3 separate regions of the Mus musculus genome follow, and regions 1 and 2 are each linked to region 3. The links are chromatin contacts, called in public HiChIP or PLAC-seq and promoter capture Hi-C maps. All regions are on one chromosome and are shown on one strand. The core of a region is the stretch at or near the end of the contact, and the rest is flanking DNA. Distances in the headings are between cores, read along the strand shown.

What was found. HiChIP or PLAC-seq counts read pairs in DNA pulled down with a chosen protein or histone mark. Capture Hi-C pulls out chosen DNA fragments and counts their contacts.
Region 1: a contact with region 3 is called in an HNF4G HiChIP or PLAC-seq map of pancreatic cancer cells. The contact joins the promoter of Itfg2 here to the enhancer-like site in region 3. A contact is called at or near these places in 2 of 115 datasets of contacts at active chromatin or transcription factors (embryonic stem cells and pancreatic cancer cells) and 1 of 9 other capture datasets (adipose tissue).
Region 2: a promoter capture Hi-C map of pancreatic islet shows a contact between it and region 3. The contact joins two enhancer-like sites. A contact is called at or near these places in 2 of 9 other capture datasets (liver and pancreatic islet).

The regions. Positions count from the first base shown.
Region 1 is chr6:128,423,497-128,426,196 of GRCm38.p6, reverse strand. Itfg2 (integrin alpha FG-GAP repeat containing 2) reads left to right here and starts at 1,287. Exons shown (of 12, transcript NM_133927.1): 1 at 1,287-1,479. The coding sequence starts at 1,384.
Region 2 is chr6:128,468,312-128,471,011 of GRCm38.p6, reverse strand. All of the region lies in intron 2 of Gm10069 (predicted gene 10069), which reads right to left. Among named protein-coding and RNA genes, the nearest start is that of Gm10069, 31 kb to the right of the region's middle. Within about 2 kb of position 1,296, at least 12 of the 459 cell types and tissues checked have an H3K27ac peak or open chromatin away from gene starts, as enhancers often do. A contact at or near this core is called in pancreatic islet, where this site is marked.
Region 3 is chr6:128,548,362-128,551,061 of GRCm38.p6, reverse strand. It overlaps A2ml1 (alpha-2-macroglobulin like 1), which reads left to right. Exons shown (of 36, transcript NM_001001179.3): 25 at 262-343; 26 at 1,123-1,279; 27 at 2,378-2,458. Among named protein-coding and RNA genes, the nearest start is that of Pzp, 23 kb to the right of the region's middle. Within about 2 kb of position 1,446, at least 30 of the 459 cell types and tissues checked have an H3K27ac peak or open chromatin away from gene starts, as enhancers often do. A contact at or near this core is called in pancreatic cancer cells and pancreatic islet, where this site is marked.

The sequences.
Region 1 (2,700 bases), core at 38-2,537, 120 kb after region 3:
AGTGTGTTTCAGGCTGGCCTCAGACTGCATGTGATTGACAATAATCCTGAACTGCTGCCTCTGCGTCCCTAGCGCCAGGACTACAGGAATTTCTATCGAGTGTCTTTTGTTTTTATTGACTTTTTGTTGGAGATGGGGTCTCATGTAACCAAAGCTGACATAGAATTACACAGCCAAGGCTGATACTGATCTCTTGATCCTCCTGCCTCTGCCTCCCAGGTGCTAGAATTACAGGCGAGCACTACCACATGTAGTTTAACTAACACTCCTGTTGCCTTGATCACATCTCAGAAGAAAGGCAGAACCTGGTTTATCAGGGAAAGTATCCCAAGCAGCCCCAGTCATGAGAATAATGGCCCCACCTAAACTAGAGTAAGGCCACTAGAAACAGGTCTCTTTGTGCTGGGGTGGGGCTACATCATGCCTCGGGTCCAGAATCCCAGCAGCCTTCACTTCCATGGGAACTGCAATAGTGACAAAAGAGCTCTAACATTTTACATCAGACATCTTGGTTTGAATCTCACGTCTACCACTTTCTGCAAAGTTACTCAATCTTGATGAACATGGTTTCCTCACCTGAAGAAACAATAAAGCTTACATAATTTTGCTGATTAAATAATACATGTAAGGTGTGCTTTGCAATAGGTATTTTTCAAACTGCTGCCCATAAAGTACACAGCATAATTTTTTCATTATAATCCAGGGTATATATATATATATATATATATCCCCAAAACAAGGCTTTAACAAAATAACACGATTTACTACTTAGATCTTTTTCTCTTTGTCTGTTTTCATATTTTTAAAATCTTTGTGGTGGCTCTCCTGCTACATGTGTATGTGTGCATCACCTAGGTGCCTGGGAAGCCAGAAGAGGTTGTCTGGCGTCGGACTTCTTAGAACTGGAATTACAGATGGATGGGTGCGAGCACCATGTCGGGGCTAGGAATCTTCCCAGGGTCCTCTACAAGAGCAAGCAGCCAGTGCTCTTAATTGCTGAGCTCTATTTTTGGCCCCTTAAGTTTTGTTTTTGTTTTTTTTTTAACGTGGGTTGTAATCCACTACATTGCGTTGACAACTCCATTAGGGAATTTCATAAAAATTGTTGGAAAACAAAGCTGTTAATTATGACGGCTATTACTATGACCCGAGGGATGGTCTGAATCCCCCTCAGAGAAAAAGGTCAAGCCCCAGGTATCAAGTCAGCTCCTGGCACGGAAGGCCCGCCTCCTCCCCTAAGGTTAGGGGAAGAAAGCCGGAACTCAAGGCTTAAGCGGTGACGTAGACTTCCGGTTCGGTGGCCTGACACGCGTGCACGGCTGTCCTGAGGGCTCGGGGGTCGTTTTGGTGCAGTGGCCCGGCACCTCAGCCCTCCAGAGTGCCATGAGGTCGGTTAGTTATGTGCAGCGCGTGGCGCTGGATTTCAGCGGGAGTCTCTTCCCGCACGCCATCTGCCTCGGAGACGTGGATAACGACGCGGTGAGTGCATGCGCACTGCAAACCACTGCATTTGGGCGGAGCGAGATGGGGGTGGTGGGAACGACACGATGGCGTGTTGTGCGCTTGCGCACTGGAGTCAACATGGCGTGCGGAACAGAAAATTTTGATTGACAGTATCGCTCTGAGACCGTCACTGCAGGAGGCTTAGTTGGGCCAGAGCCTCTAGTAGTTATTTTTTGTTTTAGCTTTAAAATTTATGTGTAGAGTGTTTTGCTTGCATGTGTGTCTGTGTACCGTGTGTGAGCAGTGCCCGTAAAAGCCAGAAGAGGAACGCTGGGTCCCCTAGAACTGGCGTTAGAGACATTTGTGAGCTGCCACTGCTGGGGATTAAACCCCATTCCTCTGGAAGAGCTAATGTCCTATCGCTGAGTCATCACTCCAGCCATATTTTATTTTTTTATCATTAATTTTAAGAAGACAGGTTGTTGGTTCTCTTGCACAGTTCAGTGATTGTCAGGATAGGAGGTTGTAAAAGCCTGTTTCCCGCGTTATTTCCTTTCGTAGCCGCAATTCCCTTGCAAAACATCTTTACATTTCAAAGCCCATTTTTTAACCTGTAAATTGCATTTAATAATATCCCTCTACCTATAGCTTTCCCTCCCCCCCCCCCCATTCCCCATGCTACCATGCTTGCCCACACTCTTGGCTGCTATTGCCACACTGTTGTATTGCTCCTACACTGGAATTAACCGGTAGATATCTCTGCTGCCTCCAACCTACCGCAGATACCCCATAATCAGTGTGGACCATGCGAGGCTTCTACTGTGCCTACCCAGAATTGACTCAGGTGTCTGGCGACTTTGTAGTGTTACCTCTTCGTTGAAATACAAAAGCAATTTCTACCTACTTTTTTTCTTTCCTAGGCAGTTGATGCTTTTCTCGTCATTTAAATAAATAAATGCACATTAAGCAGGTAGAACGATGACAGGCACACAGTTAAGGCTCTGGAACTGTTAGTGTTAACAGTATTAGCAGCCCCACCCCACCCCCGCCGCCAGGCCTACCATAGGAAATATTAAAAAAAAAAAAAAATGGGACTGTACCTAGTATGTTCAGATTTCTTTCTTTCTTTCTTTCTTTCTTTTTTTTTTTTTTTTTTTTTTTGGTTTTTTCGAGACAGGGTTTCTCTGTATGGCCCTGGCTGTCCTGGAACTCACTTTGTAGACCAGGCTGGCCTCGAACTCAGAAATCCGCCTGCCT
Region 2 (2,700 bases), core at 47-2,546, 80 kb after region 3:
CCACCCTGTACACAGATATGCTGTTAAGTTGGAGAAAAGAATTCTAGCCAGACCCAGTCCTCAAGCCAGGACAGAGTCCTCTGTGGATCTGGTGGGTTACTGGCATGTGTACTAAGGGATTCGGAAGAAAGGTGCCCTTTCAAATCAGAACAGAGTTTCCTCGGGTGAGCCACTCTTGCTTTGGCTCCCACTGCACCAGAAGAGGGAGGTTCTCTGCCTGGGTAGTGCTATCTCCCACCATTTGCCTTCCTGTCTCCAGCTCCAGGGTCTGTTCACAACTCTCCTGCCCCTCAGCTTTAGACTCTCGGACCCTCTACCTGGTCCTGCTGCTGGACCCAGCCTTTTGAAGCCTCTTGACCAAGCCTGGCTTTCTCATATCTCACTATCCATTTAAACCAGTTTACTATGCAGTTTCCCAAATGTAAATCCTTCAACAGTGCTCTCTTCTTCAGTTTAATCTTCGCCCCCAACTTCCTGCCAGTGTTGTCTCCTTTAAACCGTACCAGTTCCTAACATCCCTAATCACACAAAGTCTATTTCTTCTCTACTAAGACAATCTTGGGTTCATCCTTTCTGCTCCAACATCCACAGAGCCTTCTTCATTGTCAGAGTCTCCTCGATACAGACATCCTCTCCCAGCTCTAATTCTCTTCACTTCCATCCTCTGTGATTTCTCCTTACCTCCTCTGTCTTAGCTATCTTTGTATTGTTGCAAAGAGACGCCATGACCAAGGAAATTAACTTTTCAAAAAATGTAATTGTGGGCCTGCTTAGAGTTTCGTAGGGGATTCCATCACCATCATGGTGGAGAGCATGACAGCATGCAGGCTGCTTTGGCACTTAAGCAGTAGCTGAGGGCTTACATGTTGAGACAGCAACTATGAGGCAGAAACAGACAGACAGACACAGAGAGACAGAACGACATAGAGACAGACACAGACAGAGAGGCAGAGAGAAGGAGAAAGAGAGCTCTCTGGAAATAGCATGGGCTTTTGAAACTTCAAAGCCCACCCCCAATCAGTGACTTACCTCCTAATCCTTCCAAAACGGCTCCACCAACTGGAGACCAAGCGTACAAATTTATGAGCCTATGGAGGCCATTCTTGCTCAAGTCAGCACATCCTTACACCCCTTTACTTCCCCATTTCCTCTTCCCCCAATTCAATTGTGTCTCCTGCTTAGGACACCCTAGCAGAGGGAGGAGGGAATATGTACTGAAGGAGGGCACCAGCAACAGAGCAACCCTCGAGGAATGCTTCTTCCCTTTGGCAATGGCCCTCAGGTGCCACCTGGTGCTGGTGAGAGGAATGGAGCTCAGTTGGCAGTCCAAGCCACCCCAGCCTCACATAGACAGCTCCTGACCTCAGCACCTGAGCCAGAGTCGCTATTCAGCACCACGGACAGCTCTTGGACCGGCCCCTGCGGCTTGCGGCTCAACCCCCCCCTCCCCCCCCCCCCCCCCGCGGGTAGCCATCTTACTCCACTAGGTTTCCACGAAGCCTCTGCTACCCACCCACGTACTTTATATGACCACATGAGACAAAGGGAAACGACGATCAGGAAAAGATTGAGAAGCAGAAGTCCTGGAAAGCTGGATGGCCAAGAGAAAAAGGAGAGGCTGAAAGAGAAAGCAAAAATGGAAGAGAGAAGGCAGAAACGAGGAGGGAAGGCAGAGAAGGGGACAAGGGAGGGGGAACAGGGGTTCTGAAATGTCACTAATTCACTGGGCATCGTGGTGCACCCCTTTAATCTCAGCACTCAGGATGCAGAGACAGGCAGACCTCTGTGAATTCAAGGCCATTCTGGTCTACAAAGCGAGTCTGGGACAGCCAAGGCTATTTTACACAGACAAACCCTGTTTCAAAAAAACAGTGGTGCACGCCTTTAATCCCAGCACTTGGAAGGCAGAGGTAGGTGAATTTCTGAGTTCGAGGCTAGCCTGATCTACAGAGTGAGTTCCAGGTCAGCCAGAGAAACCCTGTCTCGAAAAAAACAAAAACAAAAACAAAAAACAAACAAGCAAACAAACAAAAAGTTACTAATTTTTTTTCCTATGTCCAGCTATCTCAGAAACTGAAACCTATCTTTGAGACCTTCTGATTGGGGGAAGGAGGGGTGGCACACCTGCCTCTTTTGAGCCTAGCCTTTAACAGCTGATGTCCTGAAGTGCAGAACCATGAGCCTTCACGGACTCCAGAAAGCTCTTGAGGAACTAAATAGTCTCCTTGTGACTGATGCTTCCAGAACCTTCTGGAATGACCATTCTGCTTGACATTTAAGGAAGCACTCATAATTAGTAAACACTGGCTTCCGTTTGGGAACCCCAAACCAAGAAATAGTACCATCTAGTTTTAGAATGGGTCTTTCCATCTCAATTAACCCAATTAAGATAGCTCCTCACAGGCATAGCCAGAGGACAGGGATTCTGTCAGATCAGACAGTTAACAATGTGATGTCACCTGTGTGTGTAGTGTATGTGTGTTCTTATGTATGTGAGCATGCATATTCATATATGTATATATGTATGTAAAGGCCGTAGGTTATGTCAAACGTATTTCTCTATTGCTCGCCACCTTATTTTTTGAGATGAGGTCTCTTCACACCCCCAGCACTAGAATTACAGGAATGGGCTACCACATCTAGAGTTAGGTGGTGTAATGGTTTGCATATGCTCTGCCCAGGGAGTGGCACTATTAGGTG
Region 3 (2,700 bases), core at 197-2,696:
GAGCCAGCTTAAGGTACTGATTGCTAAGTGCAGGACAGAGACATAACCTTAAGGGAAGGTACTGATTGCTAAGTGCAGGGCGGAGCCAGCTTTTAAGTAAGGCATTCTCTCTCTACACAGAGCTGAACAACCTGGAGTTTCAGGGACCAACACTGAAGTGGTCACAGTAGCCCTGCCCAGGTCTTGTATTCACCCAGTGTGTTTCAGGCTTCTCCTTCTCTCCCAGGCTAAGACACAGCTTCCTGCTCTGTTGTGTTTTAGGTTACCAAAATCACTTGTCTTTCAAAAACTATGATGGGTCCTACGATGTGTTCTGCCAGAGCAACCAGGAAGGGAGCACATGGTGAGCAATTAAAACTTTATTTTCCCCAATGGGAGGGGGTTCTCCAAGGAGAAGGAGAGAGAGCAATGGGGGGAGGGGTTTGTAAGGATGAGACTGGGAGGAGAGGAGCGAGGGGAGCTGTGATCGGGATGTACGTGAATTTAAAAATAGAAATAAGGAAGAAAAAGAAAGAAAGAAATTGAGGAGAAAGCCCTTTGTTTTCAATAATATAAGTTATTTTCTAAACAGGACTAGCAAGAAGCTGAGAGAAGCCAGGGCTCAGGGAGGGGTTTCCCAGCCAAGCGGGTTTTGAGAATAAAACCCACTGCAAACACTCACTACCAATAGCCTGATGCAGCAATATCCCCATCGTCTCACAAACTTGCTTGGCTGTCTGATCACTTAGTGACAGCTTTCTGTGATGACACAGCGTATGAGCTCCATGGCAAGTGTCACATCTTACTCTGTACCTCTCAGTCTCATTTAGATACTGGAAAGGGGAACTAGAAGGCCCCATAGTATCCTAGTTCTAGACCATACCAGTCCTGTTTCTGGGCATGTGTAATCAAATGGACTATACTGCCAGACCTTTGAGTGGCCAAAATCCACCTGCTCTATTTTCTACAGATTTGCTGTTCACCATATTTTATTGACCCCAATAAAAGAGCCACTGTCAATCAAGACTAGTTAAGTGTCAACATTAGACAAGTATGAATGCTTTACCAAAGGGAACAGTGCTGGTGAACCTGTGGCGTGGTGACATCTTCACTCTAACATTTGCTTTGTTGGTCCCATTACAGGCTCAGTGCCCTTTCTTTCAAGACAGTTGAGAAAATGAAGGAATATATTTTCATCGAAGAGACAGTCCCCAAACAGACGTTAATCTGGCTTGTAAAGAAACAGAAATCAAATGGATGCTTTAGAAGGGACGAGAAGCATGTCGACACGGCTCAGGAGGTACGGGACTCCCAAGGAGGCTTTCTTCCCCAGTTTCTCTGCTCAGCCTCTGCTGCCTTCCCTCCTCTGGAATGCATCATCCTTGGGGATGCCACACCTTCTGAGTCAGCCGTAGTCACAGGTCTCTCTTGTGTGTGTCACGTGTGTCCTCTCCGTGAACATTTGTCCTGCTTCGTGAATGTTTAACCAGAGCCTGCATATGTCTTTTGTTGAGTGTGGCTTCTGCAGTTATTAAACTGGGAGGAGGAAGGGAAAGGGACTAAGTAGAGAGAGAAAGCACCTGGGAATTCGGAGTTAGACAATACATGGAAGGGAGGCAGAGTTGAGTGTCTGAGGAATTTCTTTCCACGTCTTATTCCTGAGGTTCAAATCAAGGTCTCAGATAGAAAATAGGAGATAATTTATTCTGAAGCCAAGCATGAGAGATCATGGTCCAGGAACACAGATTTAGGTCACTCCAAATTCCATGTTGCAATTTTTTTTTTTGTTAAGATTTCTTTTTAAGTACCAGAACAAAGAAAGTCATAACTCTGTGAACTTTTCAAATACATTGATTACCACTAAGTAGGCTGTCACAGCAAAGCATGAGACTCAGAAGCTATTTGATGACACTCTTAGCCTTTTATCAGTGGAAACTAGGGATTTGTGAAATTAATACATTCCCAAAGGTTTTGTCTGTTAGTCACAGAGGGGAACAAGGAACTTAGGAGGTTAAAGACGGTTGAACTAGCTCTGGACCTGCAACATTCCAACCCCTCGACAACCACCTAGGTCTTTCATCTCCCTTCTGTCTCACCCATCAGCAAAGTGTTTCTTTGCTTTGTTCAGATTAATGCCAAAACATCTACGTGGACTGCTTAGAATGCAAGCCAAACACCAGGCCACAGAATACTATGCACAACATACGTATACTTAAACTTGAATTTAATGGGTCTCACCAGATAGCATGACTACTATTTACCTACTTTGAACAGTATATGTTAAAGTGTTTTTGTGACTAAGGTTGTTTGCTCAAGCACTTTCCCCTAGTTAGTCTCAGTCCAGGAACACGGCTGTTGTACCGTGGTCTGCTCTCCTGACCTGTTCCTTTGTTTTCAGGGCCGTGAGGGTGACCAGGAAGATATTGCGCTCACTGCGTACGTCGTCGGGGTGTTCCTTGAAGTTGGACTCAATGCCAGCGTATGGATTCTCATCATCTCTGGCCTCCCTCTGCTGGATGCACCTTAGAGAGATCCTAGAATCAGGATGAAATCCTTAGACAGGATAAGATACCAGGACAACATTTAATTCATTACCATCCTTTAAACTGACGATGTTCAAAATTCTTTTGATTCACTGATACTTTTGATGGATAGAATTGAGGTCCCCACCAGGTTGGATACACTCTTGAGAAAACTCAGTTTTTCATATGATCTAGGCTA